Linked DNA regions of Mus musculus: regions 1, 2 and 4 are each linked to region 3. The links are chromatin contacts, called in public Micro-C and promoter capture Hi-C maps. All regions are on one chromosome and are shown on one strand. Each heading gives the region's core, a stretch centred on a gene start, on an enhancer-like site or on the middle of the called end of the contact. The rest is flanking DNA. Distances are from core to core; before and after follow the strand shown.

What was found. Promoter capture Hi-C pulls out the DNA fragments that hold promoters and counts their contacts. Hi-C and Micro-C count contacts between places; a contact is called where the count stands out from the background. Capture Hi-C pulls out chosen DNA fragments and counts their contacts.
Region 1: a promoter capture Hi-C map of adipose tissue shows a contact between it and region 3, with 2.6 times the contacts expected there. The contact joins the promoter of Foxo6 here to the promoter of Frg2f1 in region 3. A contact is called at or near these places in 1 of 39 promoter capture datasets (the 3T3-L1 cell line), 1 of 115 datasets of contacts at active chromatin or transcription factors (embryonic stem cells) and 1 of 9 other capture datasets (adipose tissue).
Region 2: a contact with region 3 is called in a promoter capture Hi-C map of hippocampal neurons, with 6 times the contacts expected there. The contact joins the enhancer-like site here to the promoter of Frg2f1 in region 3. A contact is called at or near these places in 6 of 39 promoter capture datasets (the 3T3-L1 cell line, embryonic stem cells, hippocampal neurons and 2 more), 2 of 484 Hi-C or Micro-C datasets (cerebellum and cerebral cortex), 5 of 115 datasets of contacts at active chromatin or transcription factors (astrocytes, embryonic basal ganglia, embryonic forebrain and 2 more) and 3 of 9 other capture datasets (adipose tissue, liver and macrophages).
Region 4: a contact with region 3 is called in a Micro-C map of embryonic stem cells, with 2.8 times the contacts expected there. The contact joins the enhancer-like site here to the promoter of Frg2f1 in region 3. A contact is called at or near these places in 1 of 39 promoter capture datasets (stem cell-derived epiblast-like cells), 2 of 484 Hi-C or Micro-C datasets (the G1E-ER4 cell line and embryonic stem cells) and 1 of 9 other capture datasets (liver).

The regions. Positions count from the first base shown.
Region 1 is chr4:120,283,259-120,290,020 of GRCm38.p6, forward strand. Foxo6 (forkhead box O6) reads right to left here and starts at 4,003. Exons shown (of 2, transcript NM_194060.1): 1 at 3,581-4,003. The coding sequence starts at 3,994.
Region 2 is chr4:120,126,423-120,132,870 of GRCm38.p6, forward strand. Hivep3 (human immunodeficiency virus type I enhancer binding protein 3) reads left to right here. Exons shown (of 9, transcript NM_010657.3): 7 at 1,854-1,940; 8 at 5,300-6,207. Among named protein-coding and RNA genes, the nearest start is that of Edn2, 32 kb to the right of the region's middle. Within about 2 kb of position 3,284, at least 44 of the 459 cell types and tissues checked have an H3K27ac peak or open chromatin away from gene starts, as enhancers often do. A contact at or near this core is called in cerebellum, cerebral cortex, embryonic basal ganglia and 1 more, where this site is marked.
Region 3 is chr4:119,536,536-119,543,084 of GRCm38.p6, forward strand. Frg2f1 (FSHD region gene 2 family member 1) reads right to left here and starts at 2,234. Exons shown (of 4, transcript NM_001004178.1): 1 at 2,073-2,234. It overlaps Foxj3 (forkhead box J3), which reads left to right and starts at 3,126. Exons shown (of 13, transcript NM_172699.3): 1 at 3,126-3,310.
Region 4 is chr4:119,007,171-119,013,408 of GRCm38.p6, forward strand. No RefSeq gene overlaps it. Among named protein-coding and RNA genes, the nearest start is that of Gm12865, 12 kb to the left of the region's middle. Within about 2 kb of position 1,586, at least 66 of the 459 cell types and tissues checked have an H3K27ac peak or open chromatin away from gene starts, as enhancers often do. A contact at or near this core is called in embryonic stem cells, where this site is marked.

The sequences.
Region 1 (6,762 bases), core at 2,753-5,252, 750 kb after region 3:
ATGGGGCTAGCACCCGCCTCCTGATTCCACCCCTCTCAGCAGCTAAGCTGCTCCAGCCCTTGAGGGAGAGGGGAAGTCCCCATCCACTGGGCTCCACCCCTCTGGGCCTAGGGACAGAAATGGGAGGCGCCCAGGCCTGGCCTGGGAGCTCCCCAAGGACTGGCAGCCAGGAAACACAAAAGGAGTTGAACAACTCCAGAGGCGTTCAGTGGAAGGAACAGCAGGACAGTGCAGCCAGGAAGACTTCCCGTAAGAGGCCAAGGCCAAAGGAACATGGGATTTATGGAGAAGCTGAGAGGGAAAGAAAGGGAGGGTCTACTGTGGGAGCCACAACTCCAGGGCCACAACTCTAGGGCCACTACACTCCTTGCCAAGCCCTGAGCCCAGGCTTGATACTCTCTGTCCCCAGGGGGAATGGCACTAGCCCTTATGGTACAACCACAGATAGTCCCAACTCTCCAGGCCTCTGTCTGGTTTGGGTGGCCTGAGTCTGTCTGTCCTCTGCAGCACTGGGACCCCCTCTCCTCATTACAGATGGAACTTTAGGACAAAGGCCCAGTACATCAGCTTTTCTCTTCCCTTCCTTTCTGAAGGTGACCACTCCACCTTTGCAGGATCACTTCCGGTCAGCCCAAGAGCCCTAGGTTCTAGTTTGCAACTGCATGCACCCCCAAATCCAGCAGGCACAGTTCCTCCTCTCTGCTTTTGAACGTGCAGTTTCTTCACCCCATCACAAAACTATCTCCCTAATTTTCCCTAACCAAGAAGACACCCCCAGATCAAAGCCAACCCCTCCGTGAGAGAACATCGGACTCCCCAGAATATGGAACTCACTTTCCCCAGCCCTTTGCCCCACCCACCAGCCTTTCCCATCTCAAAAAAAAAAAAACAGGGTCTGAATGTGGAAGCTGCTCAGAGCAATGCATCCTGAAGGTGGGGCCAAGAACTTTGGTCCCCGTAAGGAGTCATAGCACCCTCTGACCCCCATGGGATTGAGGTATGGTACCATTCAGGCTTTCAAGGGCAACACTTTTGTGGGGGATGAAATGGATGAAGGAATAATGGATGCCTGGTCCTGGCACCTGAGGTGTTCCCAGCCTTGGTCAAGCTGAGATTGAGAGCTGGAGATAGCTCCTCCTCCAGGCTTCTGAAGGAATTGACTGGGAGTGCCAGAAGGGGTTCAAGGGCAGTAAGTTCCAGGAATGAGAGAGAATGGAGGCACCCTGGGGGAACAGGAGTGTAAAAGGGGACACCCAATGATGAGACAGGTTGAATTAGATCCCCTCCAGTGTCTGGGTGGTTTCTTGCCAGGACCAAAAGTAAAAGCAAAGCTTGGGGCTGCTCACCCAGTGCTCCAGTCCAGGACTGGGAATGAGGTACAGGGAGGACCAGCATGCCCCTAACAGTATGGTGCGGTGGGAACTGCAGTCAATGGGCAGATAGATTCGGGTCCTTATCCAGGGCTTACTGCTTGCTGACACTCTCAGGGGAGAGTCCTATTACCTCCCCAGGCCTCAGTCTCACAGTCTGAGAAATGAACTCATGGGGCTCAATTATCTCTAAGCACGCTGCCATCATATCCTATGTTTTATGTCGGCCTCTGTTCAACACCAGCAGCAGCTTCCTCTCGCCAGGGCTAGCCAGGCATGTTCCAGAGGCTTGCTGGGACCGGGAGAGGTGGGTGACATACCTTGGTTGGAGTAGAACCTTAGGCAGTTAATTGACTCTCGTCCTCTGGGCCTCAGAGACCACCCCTATGAATGGTTATAGTAAAACCCAGCTCAGGGACTACTGAGAGCTTTAAAGATATGGGAAGAGTCTGGCACAGAGCTCGGCCCCAACATGCTTGCTCAGAACTGCAGCTGCCTCCAGGCTTCTAGCTTCAAATCCCTGCTTCCTATCTTTCCCCAGTCTCCTTCATCCATCCAAACCTGCTGGAGCTCTGCCTCTTACAGGAAGCCCTCCTGATCTGCTCAGGTCCTGGCACTCTTCGCCAATCCACAGTCTCTTTTACCATCTACCCATCTCTTTACTCTCAGCATGCATACACTGGTGGCTTCTTGGGCCAGACTCTCTGTAAGGTGCCATGGGGACAGAAGAGTCCTAACACTGACACCGTCGTTCAAAAGTAAAGGAGGGAGGGAGGGAGCAGGAGGTAGGGCACACATGATTGACTCATGATGCATGCCTTAGGGCCAGGAAAAAAAAAGGTGGGTAGGTGGGAGTCCTGAGCTAGCTAACAAGTGTTAGGGAAGGCTTCTTGGAGGAGGCACTGGGACCCTGTGCCCTGAGGAGAGTGACTACATCTCTGGGAAGGAGTGGAAGGAAGGTGGACACAGCAGACAAGAAGCAGAGCAAGCCCAAGAGCAGGGCACACTTGAGAGAAAGTTGTATTCTGGTGGGAACTGAGATGTAGGGGACTGGAAAATGGAGGGGATGAGACTCAGGTCTACTTCTGTGTCTTGTGTTCCTGCCCCATAATGGTCAAGGAGAGCCAAAGAAGATGCCAGTGTACAGGAATCCCAAGAGCCGGGGGCTCCCAGATCAGGACTCCCAAGTGCATCTAGATCTGGCCATGGCTGCTGCCCCTCTCCTCAGATCTTGCTGCCAATCAACACCCCAAACAGCCTCATCTCTGGTCACAGACATGTCTTCCTCACAGTGACTACCTCTCCCACAAGAGGTCCCCTCATGCCTTTTCACCCCCAAGTGCATAGGCTAGCCCCATTTCCCAACAAGATGGACAGAGGAGGAGCTGGATCTAGAAGCTACAATCCAGTAAAGCCCCCATCCAAGTCTTCTCCCAAGATGGCTCTCCCCTTTCCACTGCCTGCCACTGAGGTCTCTCTAGGGGTGCCCCACTCCTTAAGTGCATCTGAGCCCAGAAAGCCAGGGAAGTGAGAGATAAGTTGCCCGAGTGGGTAGAAATAGACCCCCCCCCCAGACCTCAACACCATTCCCACAAGTCCCAGCAGGGAGCCTAAAGCACCTCCCCCACCCCATGCTGTACCAGGGAAGGGGCTGACAACTGCCCCATGAAGAACTCATCTCCGGTGGTCTGCCATGCTTTTCACCCCGACTAGGCTCCAGGATGAACTCTCAACACTATAGAAAGAATTGCATGGGGTTGGGGGGGGGGGAGGCTTGATCTGTTAGCACTCTTCACCATGGGGCCAGTGTCAGGAAGGCCAGGGAAGATTTGAGAGGGAAAGCAGACAGGAGCCCCGGGTCATGACTCCAGCTCTTTAAAGCAAGTACCCTGGTGGAGAGGGTAAAACAAGTCACACAAAACAAAGGGGGCTCCCTACTGTCCGTGGTCTGGAAATGAGTTATGCTATTATACGCTCAATGACAGGCCAGGGATAATCCTCTGGGATGCCTCAAAAAGGTATCCCCTGTCACCCTACCAGACCTCCAATCCCGCGCATCCTTCCTAGGGGACATGAATGAATACAGCTGCTGCCAGCATGCCCCCGCCTGTCAACTGACCTGCCCCACGCCCTGGGCGCGCACTCCATGACCCCTAGGGGTGTTCCAGAGCCCCCCTCCCTGTAGCCTGCCCGGAGCCCGGATGCCCCACCTTCCAGCCGGCCGAGCTGTTGCTGTCGCCTTTATCCTTGAAGTAGGGCACGTAGCGGACCATCCAGTCGTAGATCTGCGAGAGCGTGAGTCTCTTGTCCGGGGCGCTCTCGATGGCTTTGGTGATGAGGTCGGCGTAGGAAAGGTTCCCCCACGCGTTCCGTCGGGAGCTCTTCGCTTTCCGCAAGGGTCCGACCTCTGCGCCCAGCGGAGGCGCTGGGGCCATCGCTGGGGCCGTCGCCCTGCGTTCCGGCCCGCAGTCCTCGGAACCCTCGGCTACTCCTGCACCCAGCGCCCCGTCCTCGTCGCCGGCCAAGTCCGGCTGCGGCAGAGGCCAGGTACACGAGCGCGGCCGGCTCTGCGGCGCGAAGTCCGGGTCCACGTCCACCTGATGCGCTCGCAGCTTCGCAGCCATGGTCCCGCCCGGCTCGGGCGAGGCAGGGAGGGAGGCTCCGCGGAGGGTGGGCGCGCGGCTCTGGGATCTGCGCGCCCCGGGGAGGCCCGCGGGAGGGGTCCCTGGCGGCGCCGGCTCAACCGCGGGGCGCCATGGGCCGGGGAGCGGAGGCAGGAGGCTGGACAAACTGGCGAGCACGGAGGGAGGCAAAGACCCAGGCAGTGAGGGGGCGGCGGCCCGGGAGCCCAGCGGGCACACACCTCGCCCAGCCCAGCTTCTAGCACCTGCCGCCTGTCTGTGCCCGCAGCCACCACCGCCACCGCCGCTGCCGCCGCTCCGCGGGCGCCGGTCCCGCGCGCGGGCCCCGCTCTCCCGGGACGAGGCTGGCTTGCACCATGCCGGAGCCCGAGCCCGTGCCAGAGCCCGCGCCGCCGCCGCCCCGTGAATGCCGCCGCCGCTCCGGCTCCAGCGCCAGCTCCCGCGCCTGCCGCGCTCAGCGCCGGCTGCACCTCGGGATGGGCGGGGGACGGGGACGGGGCGGACCCGGAGCAAAAGGAGGCGGGGCGTGCTCGCCCAGGGCCGCGGAATCCTTGCTTACTGGGTGCCCCGCCTGCTGACTGTGGGGGGCGTGGAGCTCCCGCTAAGGGCGACCCCGCCGAAGCCCCGCACGCCACAGCGCCCCCTAGGGAGCAGGCGAGAAACGTCTGGCGCGGCCCCGCCCCCTGCCGGGCTCGGGGAGGGCAACGTAGGGGCGGATCCCGAGTGCTTCCATTGGTGCACAGCGGGGCTGCCCCGCCCACAACCTTCAAAGGATTCCTCCCAGGAGCGCGTCAGCAGGTTATTGTTACAACCCGGGGTTTCCCGGGGCAACAGAAATGGGGCGGGGCTCGGAACACTGGTCCCTCCCCGCTTCTACCATCCCCAGAAATGCCCCGCCCTCCTCTTCTGGACCCTTGACGTTTCCAAGTCTTCCTTCCAACAGCCAGACTAAGGGTTGATCTAACTCTCGTCTCTTTGTGCCATGGACCAGTCTAGGGAAAAGAAATGGTTTGATAATTCCTGGATTGTAGGCCAGGCGTTATACCACAACCCTACCTGTTCTCTGTGCAAATGGGGCTTCCTGGGCTTTTACTGTGCTTGCAAGCACAATTTTAGAGCATTGGTTCTCAAAGTTCAGTGTGTGGTAGGTTTTATCCTACAGAGGATTAAAACAGATGCCTGAACCCCGACCGTCGAGTGTCTGGCGGCAGGTCTGTGCTGGGGCCGAGACTTCACATTTCTAGCAAGCTGACAGGCACTAGGGACCTCACTTTAGGTACCACTGTCTTCCAGGCTGTGGAAGGTTCCCAAAGGGGCTGTTGAAACAAGTGCTCACCCCCAAAGTTAAGAACGGTTGGGGAGGAACTCACTCGTTTAATGGGTATATATTGAACATTTTCATTGTTCCTGTCTTCTTTCAGGGCTCTATGGTAAGAGCAGCAAATGGAGACAAATGAGGTCCCTACTGTATAGACTAGTAGAGGACTCAGATGTTAATCCCATCGTCACGTGACCTCAAAGGGAGCAGCTCCTAAGAGGTTATGCAGTCCATTACCTCATCCCAAAGGGTCCGGGAGGCTAAGTCTCCAGTCACCACTCCATCTGCCAGCCTATGCTCAGGCTATGCCGTATGCCTACAAACATTCCCAGCTGTGAGGCCTCCACCAAAACTCAGCTTAAACATCAGTCTAACCCTGGCACTTCTTCTAACTCAAACCCCCTCACATGCCTGACTATTCCCTGCTTGCCCAGATGCTTGCTGCCCTGCCAGCAAACCTTCATGTCCCTTTGGCACAGTCTCCTGTTTTGCTGATCAGGAAACTGAGGTCCAGAGTGGGGGAAGCAACCTACCAAAATTAACATGTCCAACACTAGAGTTTCCAAGTCTTAACCTCCTCCTGGCCAGTACCTGCTTCCTAAAGGGACTAGGGAGGTGGAGTTCTCTGGGCAGTAGAAGAGCTGTATTCTCACTAAGGGAAACAGCCTCCTCTTTAAAAACTTCCTTTCCTCAGATTGAAGCCCAGGGAGAGGATAGAAGTAAGTGAAAGCAGGTAGGGCTTTGATTGACAGGCTGGAGCTCTCCCAGGGGATGGGGGATGGAGCAAGCCCATTTTGCAGATGATTAACATCAGCCTGAGTCACGTCCCAAAGGCAGGGGTGGGTATGGGAACTATGTGCTACCCCCTTACATATACACATGCTCCAGGTGGTTCTGTTTAGAACCATCCAGGGCTGAAATCACTGCTGGCCCCTTCCCACAGTTCATAGATGCCCTTCTTGCCTGGGGAGTCAACACTGGCTCTACTTCTTGAGTTCCTTGGAGGCTAGCTTCTTGCCATCCTTGAGATCAGGCCTGGCTCTTAGTGTGACATGAGAGCTTGCTGGGGACCACACCATGGCTGGATGAAACTTAGCTGGGGGTTCTGGCACAGGCTGTCACTGCAGGGTTGGGAAGCCAGGTTGGCAGAAATGCCCAGAGGCTGACTCAGGATCTGCTCTGCCCCTGCCTGCCTAGTGGCCACAGCTGCTGTCTGTCCTGTCCTCTGGGGCCTATGTCTGGCACGGTCAGCTCCCTAACACACTCACTAGGGCACACTGACTTTCTTGTTCACTCACAGGCTTGTTCACTCCCTGCTTACACACACTCATCAGGAGGCAATCTGACCGTGATCCAAAGGAGTATGGCAAGTCATTTCGCTGCTCGGAGCCCCTGTTTTCTACCCTGCCGTCATGTATCACCATGATGCTGC
Region 2 (6,448 bases), core at 2,034-4,533, 590 kb after region 3:
TAGCCTGGTTGACTAGAAATCTAAACTCTACAGGTATAACGTATATGGCAAATGTCACCGGTGTGACTGAGGGTAGTCAGAGAAGGGACTCAAGAACGGGAACCTCAGGGCAGTTGGGATCTCTGGCCTACAGCTCTCTCGTCTCACCTGCTGCTCGCTCAGACAATGAGCATGAAGGGCATGCGACTGGCTCGGGAGCTCTCCATCCAGGTGCAGGAAGGAGGCCCAAGCTGGGCAGGGTAGAGTTGGATGATGAGTGGGAAGAGAAGGAGTTAGTCCTCTCTAGTCTTGGCCATCGTATTCACCCAATCTCACTTGTGCTTCCCCAGCAGCCTCAGCCGAAAACCTGACGTTTCTGAGTGGAGATCACCCTTGGTTAGGCTATGTTCATCTGTCTGTCCATCTCTCTTCCCATTAGCTCTGTCTCCTGTCTACTCATCTAACAGTGTCCCTGTTCATGCGCCCCCCCCCCACGCACACACACACACACACACACACACACACACACACACACACACACACACAGGTTTTCTTGTCCCCACCCCCGGCTCTATCTGTCTGCCCATTCTCCTTTTCCCCTCTGGACTGGCCTCCCATACATTCCCACGTGTGGACATCCATCCTCCGATCATGTAGCCGCCCATCTTTCCATCTGCTTACAGGCCAACTTCCACCAGTTCCCCTGTTTATTTTTCCCCGTGGACCTTGCCTCCTCTGTCTGCCTGCCTGCCATCGGCTTCTCCTCCAGTGTCCATCTGTCCTCATGCTTCTATCTTTCTCTCCATGTTCCTCCATTCGCCATACCTCGTCCCCCTGTGCACTCGTTCCCAGAGACTCCATCTTTCCATTCTACCTCCTTCCGTCCATCCATTCAGACTCAACAATTTAAGGCTCATGGGACAGCGTACCTGACCCCGGGAGCTTCAGACATGTTATAGGATCAGCCATGTGGAAATACAACAGTCCTCAGAGCACAACCCAAAGGAACTTCCTGTGACGTCTGTCTGTGTTCTCTGGGGACAGGACAGGGAGCTTAGCCTCTCCTCCCTGAACCTGCTGTCCACAGAGCTCCTCACCCTGCAGCCTGTCACAGGTGTGCACCATGGAGAACCTGACATCACTGTTGCTGTTGTTGTTACCCTGGCCTCAGAAGCTATCGCTCCAGTTCCCCAGCCTATGGGGCCAGGCCTACAACTTGGGGCAGTACCTCAGGGCTTCACAGAGCCTTGGACAACCCATTCCCATAGCACTCTAGTCCTCTGTCTGCACTGTGCCCCAGAGAGGGGGCTGTCCCTAAGACAGTCCCAGCCTGCGTCCCAGAGCCTGTGGGGCTCATGTCCCTTGCTGCTCACCTCACTGCTCCTGCAAGGAACCATGCCCTGCTTTCTCTGCTTAGACCCTAAGGATTGGCCTGATTGTAGTATACTCGGTCAGAAGAACTTCTCAGCCCGCAGCTACTGTATTAGTCATGAGAATCCCATGTCACTCCAGCATTTAAGATTGCAAATCATCTTATCTGAGTGTGCCACCAGCCCCGGGGCCCAAACATAAGACAGAAGCAGAAGAAAAAAAATGCACCTGAGTGGTCTTTCAACTTCTCTGTGTTTTAACCAGCATCTCTGGTTCTCACTGTACCCTGCCCCCTCCCCCCCAGCTGCATGCCCTCCCTGCCCCAGCTCCTGTGTTTGACCTTCTGTAGCAGTTACAGTTGCATAGTCTGGCTGCATGCTGGAGCACAGGAGGCCTTGGCCCCTGCCCAGCCCTCGGCACTTGTGTAAGGAGCTGTGGCCTGGCAGCTGTGTATTGCCCTCCCCCTACCACCAGGCCATGAGTCTGTTCTCATTTCTTTCCAGGGAATCTGACTAAGCACATGAAGTCGAAAGCCCACAGCAAAAAGTGCCAAGAGACGGGGGTGCTGGAGGAGCTGGAAGCCGAAGAAGGTACTGTACCAACCTCCTCTTTCCCTAACTCCCTCTCCACTTCACATCCCTCCCCCTTACCCCTGACCTTCCCCCTTTCCAGACACCCTCATTTCTACTACTGTTCCCCTTCCTCTCTCTCCCTCCCACCATCTTTCCCTTCTATGTCCTCCCTTCTAGTTTGCTGAACAACTGGGAAGCAGCAAATGTTAAATTCATAAAATGCTCCCCAGTGCCACAGAGCCAGTCACTGTGCAGTTCAGTATAACCTAGTGTTCCAGCAGAAAGCCAGCCCCAACGGGAACTCGGCGCACCCAGTGTGTGCCAAGCACAGTCTAAACACGTGCCTTGAGTTGTCTTAGTGGGACCTGGATAGATCTTCAGGCACTTAACTAGAAGTCTCTTCTGATAGGAACCTGCAATGTGGTCTGTGGGACTGCGAGTGTCACTGAGAAAGGCAAAGCTAGATCGGGTAGGTCCATCCCTTCTCGGCCCTGACACATCACTACAACCTGACTATGGTCCTCCAGCATCAGAAACAAGCTAGAGGCAGACTGATAGCAGACAAGGCAGGGGACACGGGTAAGGAGGGAGGCCAGAGGGGCTGCGGCAGATAGAATGACAAACCTTAGCTGTAGATTCTCAGGAGTCAGGGTCAGGGCTTAGTGTGACAAGACGAAGAAGGGAGTGGGTCAGGGGGGTGGGGGGCAGAGAAGAAAGGAGAAAGCTGTGGTTTTTATTTTCTGTTTGTGAAGCAATCTAACAAGAGTTAGATCATGTTTCTTTTAACACTGAATAAACCAATGTTTACAACAATCCACTCAAAGCACTGTCTTCACAAATTATAATGTGAGGCCCCCATGTTGTCAAAATGCATGCCAGGCTACTATAGATGGTGTCCTGGCGAGGGCCCTGTAACATAAGCCCAGACATGGGACCATGAAGGACCATGAAAGACAGGGGGCCTTGGCTGACCTCTATCCTCTATCCTTGAGTATAATGGGAGTGATACATATGTCCTCTGCCTGTGTGCGGAGAACTCCAGCAGGGGTGTAGGGATGTGATCTAGGCCAGACACATGAGCACAGTTCAGGTGAGAAGTGGTCTGATTCCAGATGCTTTCAGAGACTGAGCCCATAGATGGTCCTGCTACATCATAGAGGGCAGAGGAGGGGAGGGAAAGGGCCAGGGATGGCTCCAAGCTTTGTAACCTAAGAGACTGGAAGGATGGAGTTGTTACTTCATGCACCAAGGCAGACCCAGCGACGGGCATTAGGATCTGGGTATCCTAAACATAGAGTTGGTAGCAGGAACTGCCCTGAAGAGCACCAAGCCAGGATGCCCTAGCTCCAGCACACTGCTAAGGAATGGGTTGTCAGCCACTGCCACCCTGTGGCCAGTCTTAGAAACTGCACCCAGAAGGTTCTGTCCAGTGCCTTCCACTAGATTTGAAAGCACTAAAGGCAGAAAAAGGCCCATATGGAATATCAGGAAAGGGGGGGGGGGTGCTGAGCAGGCAGGGGAACCCTTTAGATGCCTGCAGGAATCAGATGTGGAGTGCCTGAAGTAGTGTGGTCTGGAGAGGGCTTCTTCCATCATCCCCGCCACACTGGGACTCATACAGGGGGCCTTCACTTTCTCCTCAGTAAAGAAGGGCTTTGGGGCCTGTCTTGATGGATGTCAGGAGATGCTGGCCCCAACTCCCTCCCCAGTCAGGACCCTGCTTCAGCCTTCATGTGCAGATGCTAACAGTGCCACCCTGGCCACCTGCCTATGGGAGGGGGAGACACAGACAGAGGAGATGGTAGCAGACACAAAAGGACATAAACCAGCCATTGTCACCCAGCAAGAGGAGGGCAGGGTGGGGATTCGTGGCTGCATCTGCTTCTCAAAGCATAATGCCATTTTGAACTGTAGTGTGAGACGTGAGGACTATGAACCTTAGTTCTGACTAGGCCAGGAGATAGCTGGATGATTGTGGGGCAGGCCGTGGCCTTCTCCACGCTTGGGTTTCACTATGTGAGTGAGGGCCAGGGCTGAGTAAAACCTGAGGCCTGCAGTCAGGGCTCCTGCCAAAGTCCTAGGTCAGCAGAATGAGCTGATGCAGGGCTTTGCCCCTCCCTCCATCCCCTGTCTGTTATGTCTCCCATCACCCATTCCCCTCGAGGCCTCGTCTCTTCGCTCCCATCTGCCCAAACTCTGCCCTTGGAACCTCCCTCTGCCTGACAACTCCTTCTCTACACACAATTTTCTCTCTCTTTCCTAGTGAATGTTCACGTTATCCACTTTGGTACCTGACCATGGAGGTGTTAGCATCACTGTTTCTGGCCCTCCTGGGCATGGTGGAGAGCCAGGGCTCGGGGACTATCTTTCCTGACCAGGAGAAAATGGAATATTGGTGCCCGGGCGAGCGATAGGGATAGTGGACACATTAGGCCACCTGGAACCAGTTCAAACTGGTCATGTCACAGCAGTCTAGTGATGGGCCAACAGAGCACAAACTCTCCAGGTCATCCCCCAGATTGTGGACAGCTGACCATTTCAGGGATGCCTCGGTCTCCATTGCTGATGGTGGCACAGCCTCACCAGCTGATGGAAACCTCCACTCCATAAGAATCCAGACCCGGAAGCTGACGTTCAGAGTGCTCCACAGGGCAGGAATGGCAGGGGTCAGGCCTGCCCTAAAGACTGAGGCCAGCCTAGCCCAGCAACTCACAGAAGCTAAACTCTGCCATCTGCCCAGAGCCGCTGTGTAGGCCAGCCTGGTCATGTTAGCATCTGGTTTGCATTTTAACTGACCGTGACTGTCTGCTGGACCAGCCAGCATGCCCTGTCCCAGAGTGATAGATGCCATCAGTAATGGGGTCATAGTGGCTGTAATTATCTGGGCCCTTGCTGTGTACCAGGCCTGCATTATTTTTTCCTCTCAGAAAAAGCCATACAGTGAGACATCCACTTAACAAAAGGAGAGACTGAGGCACAGCATTACAGCTGGCTCGTGGTGAAACCCACACTGAGAAACCAGAAAGCAGATGATCTTGTTTGCCCCAGTGAAGCCCTAGGCCTTACTTGGGAAGGTTACCTGATCCCCCTTACCTCGGTTTCCTTATCCACAGCATGAGCGTAAGAATAGAACCCCCAGTTCCCCAGTGATGCCAGGATTCTTTGAGGGCTACATGAATTCACGTACCTAAAGCCCGCAGAGCTGAACTTGTTCGTCGAGGCATGAGGTCATTGTACACTATTATTTACAGAGTATTCTTCTATCTGCTATGTCACTTGGTCGTCTGCCACGTGGCACTGTGCCTAGTTGGCAGGCAGTGAAACCGGGCTTAGCCTGAAGTGGCTGTAATCTTGAGTATCCTGTGCTCTCCCCTCAGGAACCAGTGATGACCTGCACCAGGACTCAGAGGGGCAAGAGGGCGCCGAGGCTGTGGAGGAGCACCAGTTCTCAGACCTGGAGGACTCTGACTCAGACTCAGACCTGGATGAAGATGAGGAGGAGGAAGAGGAGGAGGAAGAGAGCCAGGATGAGCTGTCTGGGCCATGCTCGGAGGCAGCTCCGCCTTGCCTGCCCCCCACACTACAGGAGAACTCCTCACCCGTTGAGGGCCCTCAGGCTCCAGATAGCACTTCTGACGAGGTCCCGCAAGGCAGCTCCATCTCAGAAGCCACGCATTTGACCGCCAGCAGTTGTTCCACACCTAGCCGGGGTACCCAAGGCCTTCCCAGGCTGGGACTGGCCCCACTGGAGAAGGACATGAGCTCAGCCCCGAGTCCCAAGGCCACGTCCCCTAGGAGGCCGTGGTCCCCAAGCAAAGAAGCAGGCAGCCGCCCCTCACTCACTCGCAAACATTCACTCACCAAAAATGACTCGTCTCCCCAGCAATGTTCACCGGCCCGAGAAGCTCAGGCCTCAGTAACGAGCACACCTGGTCCCCAGATGGGCCCAGGAAGGGACCTGGGCCCTCACCTTTGTGGGTCTCCAAGACTGGAGCTGTCCTGTCTCACTCCCTACCCCATAGGAAGAGAAGCGCCCGCTGGACTCGAGCGTGCCACAGACACAGGCACCCCCAGATATTCACCCACCAGGAGATGGTCTCTGGGTCAGGCCGAGTCACCGCCACAGACAGTGCTGCCAGGGAAATGGGCCCTGGCTGGGCCCTGCAGCCCCTCAGCGGACAAGAGTGGCCTGGGCTTGGGGCCGGTTCCACGGGCCCTCCTCCAGCCCGTGCCTCTACCTCACACACTTCTCAGCAGAAGCCCTGAAACGTGCACCTCTGCATGGGTGAGTCCCTGCTGTGGCCCTCCCGGGGGTCAGAAGCTGCCCATTCACACCCTCTGCCCCTCACCCCAGAGCCAGGCCGGTATTCCTGGGCATGTGGCAAGCTTTTCTTAGGTCCCTGTGTCAGCTAGTTCATTGCACTTTGAGGCACCCTCAGAAGCCCCAGACATGGCTCTGGTGTTCACAGGCTCTGGGTTCAAGCCCTAGTGGGCAGTGTAGCCTTGGATATGGACGTAACACTTGT
Region 3 (6,549 bases), core at 984-3,483:
AATGAATATCTCTGGACGGTATCTCAGAATTCTAAACAGTAAGAAGTCCAGTCCACGACTGATTTATTTATTTATTTATTTATTTATTTAGAGACAGGGTTTCTCTGTGTAGCCTGGAACTCACTTTGTAGACCAGGCTGGCCTCAAACTCAGAAATCTGCCTGCCCCTGCCTCCCAAGTGCTGGGATTAAAGGCGTGCGCCACCACTGCCTGTCCTGTCCATGACTTGTAAGAGGAAGTTGTATTCGTCAGGGTTCTCTAGAATCACAGAACTTATGCAATTCGTCAGGGTTCTCTAGAATCACAGAACTTATGCAACTTAACATATAGAGATATGTTAAGTGAATTTATTGTGATGACTGTGTGTCTGTAATCTAATAACTAACCTGACAATGGGCAGCTGTGCTATGTCTCCAGCAGAAGGTGTGGCCTAGATTAACAGTGTGGATCTGGGACTTGCTCTTTCCCAGGCTGACTTTGAACTCAGAGATCTTCCTTGCCTCAGTCTCCCGGGATTAAAGGCATGTACTACCTTGCCTGGGTGTAAACTTTTCATGGCCACTATGGCTCAAGATCTCCACGCCAAGATCTAGGTCTGAAACTTCTCTTCCAGCCTCAAGATCTGCATCACAGGTGTGCCCTCCAATTCTGATTGTAGTTCATTCCAGATAAAGTTGACAACCAGGAATAGCCATTACAGAGGTAGCCAAAGTGGTTTAGAGCCAAGTCCCTGCTTGTCTTTGTACTTTATCTTCTGGCTGACTCTACTTAAGTGTCTCAGAGAGATTCCTGACTATGGTCTTTTATGATCCTGATCTCCAGGTCAAATCCTGGTGACTCCTGGCTTCAATTTACCCCTCCCACAAACGGAAACAGCTGTATCAGTCTCTCTCTCTCTGTTTTTTGAGACAGGGTTTCTCTGTGTAGCCCTGGCTGTCCTGTAGCTCACTCTGTAGACCAGACTGGCCTTGAACTCAGAAATCCGTCTGCCCCTGCCCCCCAAGTGCTGGGATTAAAGGCGTCTGCCACCACTGCTTGGCTTTGTACCCGTCTCTTTAAGAGCAGCACCCAGGCTGCTTTTTAGTATTCTGTCTCAAGCCTAGGTGGAGGAAGGTGAACTTTGAGATCTGAGAGGCTGGGAAGGCTAGTGTTAATTATGTTCAACTGAGGAGCCACTTGATTGACCAGCCAACCAGGTAATTCTAATTCTCTCTATGAATCTGCGGTAGTCTACCCTTCCCCAGGAAGACTGGCAAGGGGGGTGGTGGGGGTATCCTCTTTGGGACTATGTTCTCCTTGTCATGATGTTATGTAATCAGTTTACTTATGTCTCACTAGACTATGAGTTCTTTGTTTTTGAGACAGAGTCCATGTGGCCCAGGGTGGCCTCAAACTTATCATTCTCTTGCCACAGTTTTCTTAGAGCTGAAGTTATGAGCATGCATCTAGATGAATTATTTTTCTAACTATTTATTGTGGTGTGTGTGTGTACACGTGTATAGCGCACTTACCACAGCATGTGTGTGGAATTGGTTCTTTTCTACTTTACATGGATTCCAGGGATTAGGTTCTGGTTCCAGGCTTGTGGAGTAATCTCCTTTACCTGTTGGGCCATCTTGCTAGCCCCTAGACTGAGTGCTTAAAAATATAAAAGCCCGTGTCTTATTTTCCTGTGTGGTTCTGTCCTAATTTAGGTCATCACCTTGTCCCTGGGTAGTGCCCCCTCTGACTTCCTACCCTGTACTCTAAGCAGAGCATTCACTGTTTAAAGCTCTGGAGAGACTGTCAATAGCCCACAAGATACCCCTCTGTCCTTATCTTTTACCTCTCCCGACCCTCGCTACTTCTAACACTCACAGGGATGTTCTAACCACAATTACATCAAATCCCTTCACTTCTTTCAAACCTCTGATTCAAGTTGCCTTATTATTGTGGCTCACCCAGGCAGCTCTTTTTAAAAGGATTTTCCTTCTAGTGTTCCACACAGCTCTGTCCTGAGTGCTCCTCCCCAATCCCCCAAGGTATCATTCAATGTTTTCTAACATTATTACATAATTCATAATTTTTATCACCTTTCTGCCCATGAGGGAATGATACTTGCCCCTCCACCGGCCTTTTCTGTTCACTGATTAATCTGAAGCACTACAGTAGTGCCTGGTACAATGACTTTTTATGTCTTTGTTGGACAAATGAGTGGATAAACCTTTAGAATTCCCATTGCCAGGAGATGCTTGACAGATGAAAGTGTTCAATGCTCCATGAAGGAATGGAAGGATGGTTTCACACTGTCTTAGCTCAGCAAGGTTGCCAGGGTCAATTCTCTCAGACCTTTGCTTTCTCAATCAACCAAACTCACTGACATCCATCTAACCATCTAATGTCCAAATACTGAGCAACTGCTCTTCACTTGCTGTTCTTGAGGCTGCAGGGAAGAGTACGTGACTTAACGCGGCTTCTGCGCAGCAAATACCTACCAAGTGTAACAGGATAGCACAGATTGTCAACGCTAACAGTTCAGAGGTAGGACCAGGGAAGACCAAAGGGAAAGTCCAAAGTTTACCAGAAGTCTGAACAACCCTACTAAAGGCTCCACCTGTTGATAGTGAGGCCACGACCTGGCCAGCTAACTTGAGATGGAGAGGATGACGCGGCAGGGGTAATGACAAGATGACATGCCTGGGTAGGGAGGGGCCTCGAACCCGGGTTCTTGACATTCCGAAGGACGCGTGTCCCCAAGCAAGGTCCAAAGCGCCCCGGTGGCGGCCGGGAAAATCCGCGCTGGGTGCTTGACGGGGCCGCGCAGAGGCAGAGGCTGGAAGGCGGGGAGGTCACGAGGCGCATTCCTCAGGAGTTGGAATCCCGGGAGTGGGGCCGGGGCCGCCTCGGCCAGCCGCTGTCAAGTCCGAGGCGCAAACACTGCAAGGCGCTCCGCACCGCCCACCGCCGGTTCCCGCTGGCCGCAAGCAGGCAGAGCCGCGGGAGCTCAGAGGCACTACTTGTCCCCGCGGAGGGATCCCTCGCACATCGCGCAGCAACGACGGGGCGGGCCGTGGAGCCGAGGACGCCGGGCCGGGAGCGCTGAGACGTCGCGGGAGGCGGGGGTGGGAGGGAGCGGGTCGGGAAGTAGTTCCGGGTGCGCGGCCCCGGATGTTGGCTGCTCCCGCCGCCGCTGCCGCCGCCGCCGCCACTCTCGGCGCCGCTCCGGGCCTGGGCCGCTCTCTGAGGGCGCCGTTGGGACCTTTCGCGGGGAACGGAGACGCACGCAGCGGCCGGAGGCTCGGCCGGGCCGTCCCGGCCTGCGTAGCCTGAGGTGAGCACGCGTCGCCAGGGTCTCGTCGGGGCTGGGGCGGCGGGCGGGGAGGCGGGGCTGGGGCATCTCCCGGGACGCGGGCGGGGGCTGCCCTGGGCGAGCGGCGCTCGCCGTCCTCGGCGCACGCTCCCTGTGGCCGGCGGTGGGCGCCAGGCTGGGCCGGCCGGGTGGCGGCCCTCCCTCACCCGCGGCGCCACTCCTCAGCTGCCGCTGCCCCTCAGCCCGACGCCGCGCGCGCCCGCCCCTCCCCCAGGTGGGCCCGCGCTGCGGATGCCGGGGCCGCGGAGGACCGCGACAGTCGCGCCCTCGTCGCTCCGTGACCTGCACCTGGTCCGGGCTCGTCCTGTTCCCGGCGCGATGCGGCGTCCCCTCCTCGCCCTCCAGGCGCTATTCTGCCGGGAAGGCGGCCGCTGCCTTGTGGGTCGCGGGTGCCCTGCGGGGCTGAAATGGCTGGGGCGAGGGTCCCACCTTCTCTCCCATCCTGTCCCCGGGCCCTTCTCTGGCATTGGGGGAAAGGCAGCCTTCGCATGCGGACGTGTTGCTGCTGTCCTGCGTGTGTTGCATCCTGCCCACGTGGTAGTGCCCCGTCCCTCCCACTCCCTCCATTTTTTGCAGTTGGTTGAGATGTTTTTTGTTTTTTTTTTTTCCCCCGCCCTGCTTTACTCCCCTCCACCCCGTGATTTCTTCCGGGCAGCGTGGGGAAGGTGTTAAGGTCAGTTTGTTTTGCCGAGGATGACTTGTTTGATGGAAGAATCAAGAGTTGTACTCTTAGGAAATTGAGACTACTAGGGGATCGACCAGATCTTAGTTAATTGACATCTTTTCAGTACCAGTAGCTCTTGCTCTTCTCTACTGCTTAATTCTCCAGAGAGCAGGCGCTTGCAACTGATGTGTTGGTGTGTACGGTTTTCCTTTCTCTATTCTACTTTCTTGTGTCACTGTGGCCTAGTATTTTCTAGTCTGTGTTGATGCAGGGCTCAAGTTGTTGCTACATTTCTGAATGAGTCGTGTCGGGGCGCTCGAAACTGGTGGGCTTCTTTTCACCTTTCACTGTTTATTTGCCTTTAGTTTTTCCTTGTGTTTTGTACCCTAGTGAGAAAGCATGCATGTTCTATTGGGTGTAATATACGTAGATTTTTCTCTAGTAGAAGGACTAGGTAGTCCTGCTTGCTGCTTTTGCAGAAAGTTCTTTATTCCACATCTCTAAAATGCACTAGGTACTATTGGGCTCTGTTTTTTAACACTGTTTTGAAATACATGTCTCCCTCCCCATCTCCCTTTAAGCTCTTTCAGGTTAACATTTACATCTTTCTGTGTTTCGCTCTTGGGAGACCACAGATTGCTCTCTTTACAGTAGCAGTGACAGACGCCTTTCTTTTATTCTTTTTAAAATCATAGTATTTATGGAGAAAACGATAGCTGCTGCTTTATTTTTTTTCCAAGTGATCCCCATTTTTATGATAGGAAGGGCTATGTAGATGTGATTTCATTTTTGAGTGTTTTGTTTTAGGTGAACTTGAAGCTCTTCCCTGTTTGGTTTAATATTGGAATTGAGGTGGGCCGTGTTCTCTGTTGTGGGCTGCTAGGGAGTTTCTCATGCCTTTATTAGGTGTTTTGTGGATGAGGTCAAGATTGTTTATTTTGGCTTTCAGTTTGTTAGTTTGGGTGAAATAAAACTTACTGTTTTGAAGTCACTCTTTCGATGTGAAAATTTCCAATATTCTCCTGTTTTTCAAACTGAAGATTTCCCTTTTTTCATCTTAATTTTAGATAGTCTTAAGTAGACCAGGGTGTCCTTTTATTCAGTGTGGTGAGGGCTGGCCTTGAACTCTTGGTCTTGCCTTCACTTCCCAAGTACTGAAATTACAGACTGTGTTACTACTCTAACTGCCTACATTGTAGTCTAAAATGTATTTTTGATAGTGCCTTTCCCCTATTTATCTGATACAAGTGACAGCACATTCTTCCTTTTTCCTTCTATGTAGAATAATAGTATTGAAATACAGATTCTATCTGTTTTCATTACACTAAGTATGGGTGGGGCAGTGAGAAATAGATGTTCTGCTATTCTCTGAGGCACATTTTTATAGCAGAGCAGTCAGCATTTGTATACTTCTGTAAAATACAGTGCTATGAGCTAAGATTTCAACTTCTGTTGAAAAGGAGTAGAAGTTGTCTCTACTTATGGAGAAGTAGCTTTATACGCACCAGTTCTGTGTATTAAATAACAGCAGACTTATATGTGAAATAGTGCAACCAAATAAGTGGTATGAAAAAGGAATTTTCATAAAAAATAAAAAAGGTGAGGAGGCAAGTGTGTTTAGAAGATTACAGGGACTGTCACAGAGTGTTGCACTGGTGAATAATATGTGTACTTACAAGATTGGCTAGGGTACCTTGGGGAGGATCTGTCAGGACAGATTTGGTTTGGTAGGCTGCTGTATGCTTTTTTTTTTTTTTTTTTTTTTTTGAGACAGGGTTTCTCTGTATAGCCCTGGCTGTCCTGGAACTCACTCTGTAGACCAGGCTGGCCTCGAACTCAGAAATCCGCCTGCCTCTGCCTCCCGAGTGCTGGGATTAAAGGCGTGCGCCACCACGCCCGGCTTGCTGTATGCTTTCTTAAGACAGCGAAACGACGTATCTGAAGAAGGTCTCTATGTCAGCTGAGTGTGCAGGAAATGGGAGCCTGACCAGAGTATTCTTGGAGAGTTTTAGGAATAATAGTCTGACATAAGAAACTGGTTGTGAAATAAAACAATAGCATTTATTGAATGCTTTAAAGCATTCCCACAATTGTTGTAAGCTCTTACATGTATTTACTTTATTAAGTCTTCATCTTAATGTCTTATAATCATGAAGTGACTTAGGTAGGTTCCTACCTATGCATTTGATTATCATTTACAGTGGGTAGTCAGGTGAGCTGTGGATTTGCAGTGATGGGCCTACAGTAAGTGGTAGTAAAACACTTGAGTAAATCTTTTTCAGGGAGGTGGGGGGATATTGTATAGTGGGAAAACCTGGGGAATTGTTTTTTTTTCCTCCTTGAGACAGGGTTTCTCTATAACCCTGGCTGTCTGGAATTCACTCACAAGACCAGAATGGCCTTGAACTCAGAAGTTTGCTCGCCTCTGCATCCCAAGTGCTGGGATTAAAGGCATGCACCACCACTACCCAGCGAATTTGGGGTTTTAAAGTAGGCTAATAGGAAAATAAAGCATTCTGAGAAGAACTGTACTGGC
Region 4 (6,238 bases), core at 336-2,835, 530 kb before region 3:
AACCCAAGGCCACTCAGTGGGAGTTTTCTTCCCACTTTCAGGCAGCTCCCAAGCCCCCTGAGGACTTCCCTAGCCCTTTATTCCATTCATTCAGAGATATAATTATGGACCAGCAGACACTCCACTCCGGGGACCAGCTTCCTTCTGGCCCCTGGTTTTGTTTTGTCCCTCTGGACCTCTGGACTAGTCAAAAATATAGGAGGTAGGAGTGGTTGGTTGGTTGGTTGGTTGGTTGGTTAGTTGGTTGGTTGGTTTGGGGGTTGTATTTTGGGTTTTGGCTTTGTTTTAAAGATTTACTTTTAGTTTATGTGTATTCTGTGTGCATGGGTGTAAGTGCACCGTGTGTATACAGAGGCTGAGGAGGCCAAAAGGAAATGTCAGAAATACCCTGGAACTGGAGATACAACAGATTGCTAGCCACATGGCAGTGCTGGGACCCAGATCTGGGCCCTCTGCAGGAACAGCAAACACTTCTAACACGGAGCCATCATGTCTCCACACCCTTGCTTTGTTTTGTTTTGGTTTTGAGACAAGGCCTCAGTTTTGAAACAAGTTCTCAGGTAGCCAAGGCTTACCTCAGACTTAGTCTACAGCTGAGGATGACCTTGACCCTTGACCTTCAGAGTCTCCAGCCTCCTGCTGGGACTGCAGGCATGTGTTCCAGTGCCAGGCCTGCCATTGTGTGTGTCTGTGACTGAGCACGTCCTACACCACATCAGATATGGAGGGCTGTACCTAGACTTCACGTACTTATTCACCCTTCACAACCCCGAGAGAGACAGGCTGTTCTTAGCTGAGACGAGAGGGGCACCATACAGAAGGGAGCGGATCAGGCTTGCACAGTTAGCCACAAGAGTTCCCACCCTGTTGTGCATCCATAGCTGGCTCTTTGAGCAGAACAACCCATAGGCTAGCAGCCCTTCCATCCTCCCGGGATCTGAGAACCCTTCTGTGTAGCTCAAACCCTTTTCAGCTACCCCACCTACCCACCCACCTTTGCTCTGTCTCTTGGCCATACCCCTCCCCTGCCTACCTACGCCCACCCCATCTAAAGTACTTGTCAGTTCAACCCTACCTCCATCTGTCAAAACGTTTATATCCTTCAAGCCAAACAAAACGGCTTTTCTTGCCTGTGCTGAAAGAGCCGTGATGGAGGGCTAACTTGGGGAGACCGTGGATCTGAGAACATGGGGGGGAGTAAGACCAGATTATCATAAGGAACCTTTCTTGATCAGAGAGTCTAGAATTCTTGCTTTCAGGAGGCCCTTGAAACAAAGGTAGACTTGTCCTTTAACCTTCACAGAATGAAGAGAATGTCAGGCCTAGGAAGGACTTCAGAGGAAAAAAAAAACCCACTCCCTTCTCTTTGCCCCCAGGGATGCCTACGCCCAGGGAGGGGCAGAGGCCTGGCGGACCTTCTGGCTGATGGTGGGAGGAAAGGCCGTGCTCGCTTGCCTACTACAGGACCCATCTCAGCAGGTCCCCAGGCTGCAGAGAAAAGAGTGGGAGGGGCCTGGAAGAGCGACTGCTGTGGAGCCTGGCTCTGAGCCTGTCTGGCCAGGCCTGCTGGGCTCCAGGAGGCCTCAGTAGTTTTCCATAGCCAGTAGGCCAACAGCCTGGGCCATGTGCTACCCTCTCCCCTTGCCCTCCACATTCCTCTGCATATTCAGGCAGGACAGCGGCATTCTTTGGAGCTGGAGAAAAAGCAGGGATAGGGGCAGAAACCCAGATATATGCAAGATTTTCAGATAAGAGTTTGGCCAGAAACACGGGGGTCAGGAGAGATCACAAAGATGCCAATAAGGTGAAGCGTCCCAGACCCGCAGAGCCACGTCCAGCCGTTGCTCCAAAGATGTGGCAGGTCCCTTCTCAGAGGCATGCACAGATAAGACTACCACAGAGATGCACGTTCCCACCCCAGGCCACCCCCATGCCTCTGCCATCCCAAACTGTCTCATCTATAACAAACAAGAGACGCGGAATGTGTACGGGCCTTTAGTTCCAGAACAGCAACTGGAATTCCTTATTCTGTTCCCAGGAGCTGGGGTGGATCTCTGCACATCTCCACCACTGTGGCCCTTTCTTTGGGTCCTGACATTCCATCTGTGTGGACAGAGTAGAGAGACTTCTGGGAAGCCCTTTCCTTGATTCCATCCAATCCACTCTCTCCTCCTACATCTCTGCTCTCATCTGGTTTCCTCCCTCCGGCCCTATGGCTGTTAACCAAGAGATTGACTGAATACATTTATGGGATCCATCATACAGAAAGACCAGGAAGGAGACCTTAAGCACACACCAACCTTGTGCTGCAGGCTTCCCTCTAGCTGTTTTGTGATCACCTAGGAGCAAAGCCAGCGTGCTAGCTGGCTGCCTGCACTTAACTCCATGCTTGGGGAGGGCAGAAGAGAGCCGCAGACCCAGCTAGCTTTCCACCTTAGTTGAACTCTTTGAGCCTCTCATTTCTGGTTTATCAATTGGGAATAAAATGCTATCTAACTCTCAAGGAAACAGTTGATTATGGTGCCTAATTTCAGGTAATGGCTTTAACCAAGCAGGGAGCTAGGACAAATCAGTTGATAATACAGCTTTTCCCTGTCTGATGAAAACTTCACGATTAACTGGGAACTTGGGAGCCCTGTCCAGAGTACAGCTCTCAGCCCATGGGCCCCTCACCTTCATACCCACAGGCCCCCAGCCATACCACTTGTTCCCACGCTGCCCAGTCAGCCGGATGGGATTTGAAGCCCCAAGGGATCAACTGGGACTGCACAGAAGCCGCCTTGTCCCAGGGGGGACTCTTTGGTCACGTTGATGGTGCCCAACCCACCTCCACCAGGCCAGCCAGCTTCAAGGGTTTGCACCGGATTTCCTGGCTGGGTGCCCAGCACCCTGCAGGCTGTTTGGGGACACACGGTGTAGGAACAGCGGGGTCTCTGAGAGAGGTTCCCACCTAGCTCTCTCCGCCCACTTCCAACTAGGTATCTGAGCTAGATTCCCAGCACCACCCTAGAAGGGCATAGATAGGACCTTCTATCCACTTCCCCCATCCTGGGCATCCTGAGAGATGAGGGATTGCTCCATAAAAGACTTGGAACTTGAGAAGGGCTCTCAAGATGAGCTCATTCAGGAAAGATGGGGAGAGGCAAGCGGGGGGATGGGTGGGGAGTCAGTTTTCAGTATGGTCAGCTCAGAGCTTTCTGGGTGAGATTGGTGGCCTTTGGGTGGGGCTTTTCTGGGTCTGAGTTAGAAGCTAGTGCAGATGTGCCAGGTCCAGATGTTGGGATCTTATCTTAGTATTCAGAGTTTGGGTGTTGAGAATCCTTATCTGGATGTGGGGGTCCTGGCAAAGATTCTGAATCCAGAAAGATGTATGTCATGGACGCCTATCTGATGCATCTGGTCCATCTTCTCTTAGGATGGAGTTTTCACTCCATCAGAGGGTCGGGGCTCTCTGCAGCCTGGATGTTGGAGCCCAGTCAGTGTTCATGATCTGGAGCTGTGAGCTCTCTGGGTGCTCCATGGTCCAGATTTGGATGATCGATGCTGGTGAACCAGATCCAGGTGTGAATGTACACTCTGGGATAGTGTGGGAACCCTGGACAGGAACATAGAGCCCAGTCCCAGCCCCTACCATGGACCAGAAGACAGACATCACTGAGAGTCCATCTCCTGCCCCAGCTCAAGACCCCTCTAGACCAGCAAAAGCAGGGAGCAGGGCAGCTCAGTTTGATATCCTTCAACTCAAGCCTTGAAGACAGAGACCACACAGTAGCTGGGATCAGTCGTCCTCACAGAGGCTGAGCAGAGGCACTTGTTTCCCAGCCCTGGCTTGTTTTGTTTCCCCACAAAATGGAAGAGCCAGCTGTGGTGTTCCCCAGGGCCCCCACCGTGGGGTGTCTGCAAACATTCACAGGAGCCAGCATGCTCACAAGACACACACTCCTCACTCCAGCCTGCCTGCTCTTCCTACAGTGATCTTTCCCCAGAAGGCCCTTGTCTCTCCTTTCCCTCCCCCACCCCTACCAACCCCTCAGGCTCCTTGTGTTCCGGGAACTCTGTGCCCACACATGCACACACCCCACACAGGTGCCTTTTCAGACCAGGATTTCAGCTGTTCTCACTCTGATGTCTCAGGCAGACCCAGGTCCAGCCTGGTTCTCTCCGTGGGCTGGGAGCTCACTGCGATCATGGCCCTATTTACTGCTGGCTCTATTCTCGACAGCCATGCTTGGCTGGGCCACCACCACGTGCTGGCAGGTGATCCTTTCAGAAGAAGAATCTCTTTAGTCTCTAATGCCCCGGATTGGGGGGGGGCAGGGGGGCGTAGGCAGTAATCGGATTTGGGGGGCCTGTCTCCTGACCACACCAATCCTCCTTTCCAGGCTGCTGGACCCATGTGATAGTTGGTCTGAAGCGGCAGGAAGTCCTCAAGGATGTGGGCTCTGGGATGTGTAGCTGGGACAGTGTCTGTCTACTTCTCCTAATGAGGAGCAGACAGAAATCAGAGCAATCACAGCATAGAATCCAGACAGAGCAGTCAGCTGGCTCCCCGGGCCACTCTGGGAAGTTAAGCAGCCATGCTCTTGGGGAAGCACACATGTGCACATGCATACAAAACTCTCACACAGAGGCTTCTGGGACAGATTCTGGACCAGGCATTGCTAACAGCATTTCTAGCTTTCAAAGCAGCCTTGTAGGAGTCGTTAGCCTCCTTTGACCGAAAAGGAAACTGAGGCTTAGAAAAGAATGTGAAGCCACACAAATGCTAAGTATGGAATCGGAATTCAGGGTTGTGTCCTTTGCACAGGGAAGCACACGCCTTTCACACGCTTGCACTGAACTCCAAAATCATAGTTAACTACGAAAGCCTTCAGAACTATGTGAGGTTCTGAAAGGGCGGCCTCATCTGGAGCATACCATTTCACAGGATGAAAGAAAGGATGTGTTTCGGTTTTCAGCTTACAAAATGGCAGAGTCCAAACTAGAATTCAGACCACCATTGTCACATAGACACATGTGTCCGTAGCACACACCACCCATTTTAGCGGAAGACTCACACATAGCCTGTGGGCACACATCCACCACACCCACACTCAGTCCCATATACTTTACTTACCTTCGTGGGTCTGCACATGCAGCACCACATACGTGTACTAGCATGTACAGACATGAACATAGATGTGGATGCATTCGATCACACATGAGACCCATTTAGGTAAATTCACTTGCACATAATTTCTGCAGTCACACATAGGCACACACCCATGTTCCCACACTCATGCAATCACATATCTTCTCTACCTCCTACTGCAGAGGGGGAGGCTGACCCTAATCAGACACAGCTAAGGCTAGACCCTGGTAGAAGCTAAACCCTGAAGTGTTTGGGTTTTCAGGGGAGGGGGCTTTCTTTCTTTCTTCTTCCTTTCTTCTTCTTCCTTTCTTCTTCTTCTTCTTCTTCTTCTTCTTCTTCTTCTTCTTCTTCTTCTTCTTCTTCTTCTTCTTCTTCTGGTTTTTCCAAACAGGGTTTCTCTGTGTAGCCCTGGCTGACCTGGAACTCACTTTGTAGACCAGGCTGGCCTCGAACTCAGAAATCCTCCTGCCTCTGCCTCCCGAGTGCTGGGATTAAAGGCGTGCGCCACCATGCCTGGCTTCTTTCTTCTTTTTTAAAGCAGAGTCTTTCTAAGGAGCCCTAGTTGTCCTAGAAGTTGCTATGCAAGCCAAGTAGGCCTCCAACTCACAGAGATCTCCCTGCCTCTGCCTCCCAAATGCTGAGATTAAAGATATGCACCACCATGCCTGACTTAGACTTTTGAGGTTTTAAGGGGAAAACCTTAGCTCCAGCATAGCCTTTTTATATGGGTTTATTGTCATCAGCAGCCCTGGAAAATGTGATCCAAGACCAGTTCCTCACAGGCCCAGGCAACTCACACCACATCATCTTGGCCAAGGCAACAGGTAGTCCCAAAAAGTGCCAAGTCATAAGCCTGGGGTAGCCGGGCCAGGCTGGCAGCACGGCTGGTCTTGTCTTGTTTGCTGTTTGTCTTCTGCCCAGAACCTTGCTATGGGCTCTTTTCCCTCACTGAGGCAGACCTTGAGTCATAAGGCGGCTTTCCCGTGCTCTAAAGAAAAGGGTCAGGGTGCCCAGACGAGGGCAAAGCACTAGGAGCCACTAATGGGGTTTATAGAACTTGGCAAGCCAGCTAACTCAGACTTCCAAGTGACACTTTGAGCTGGATTA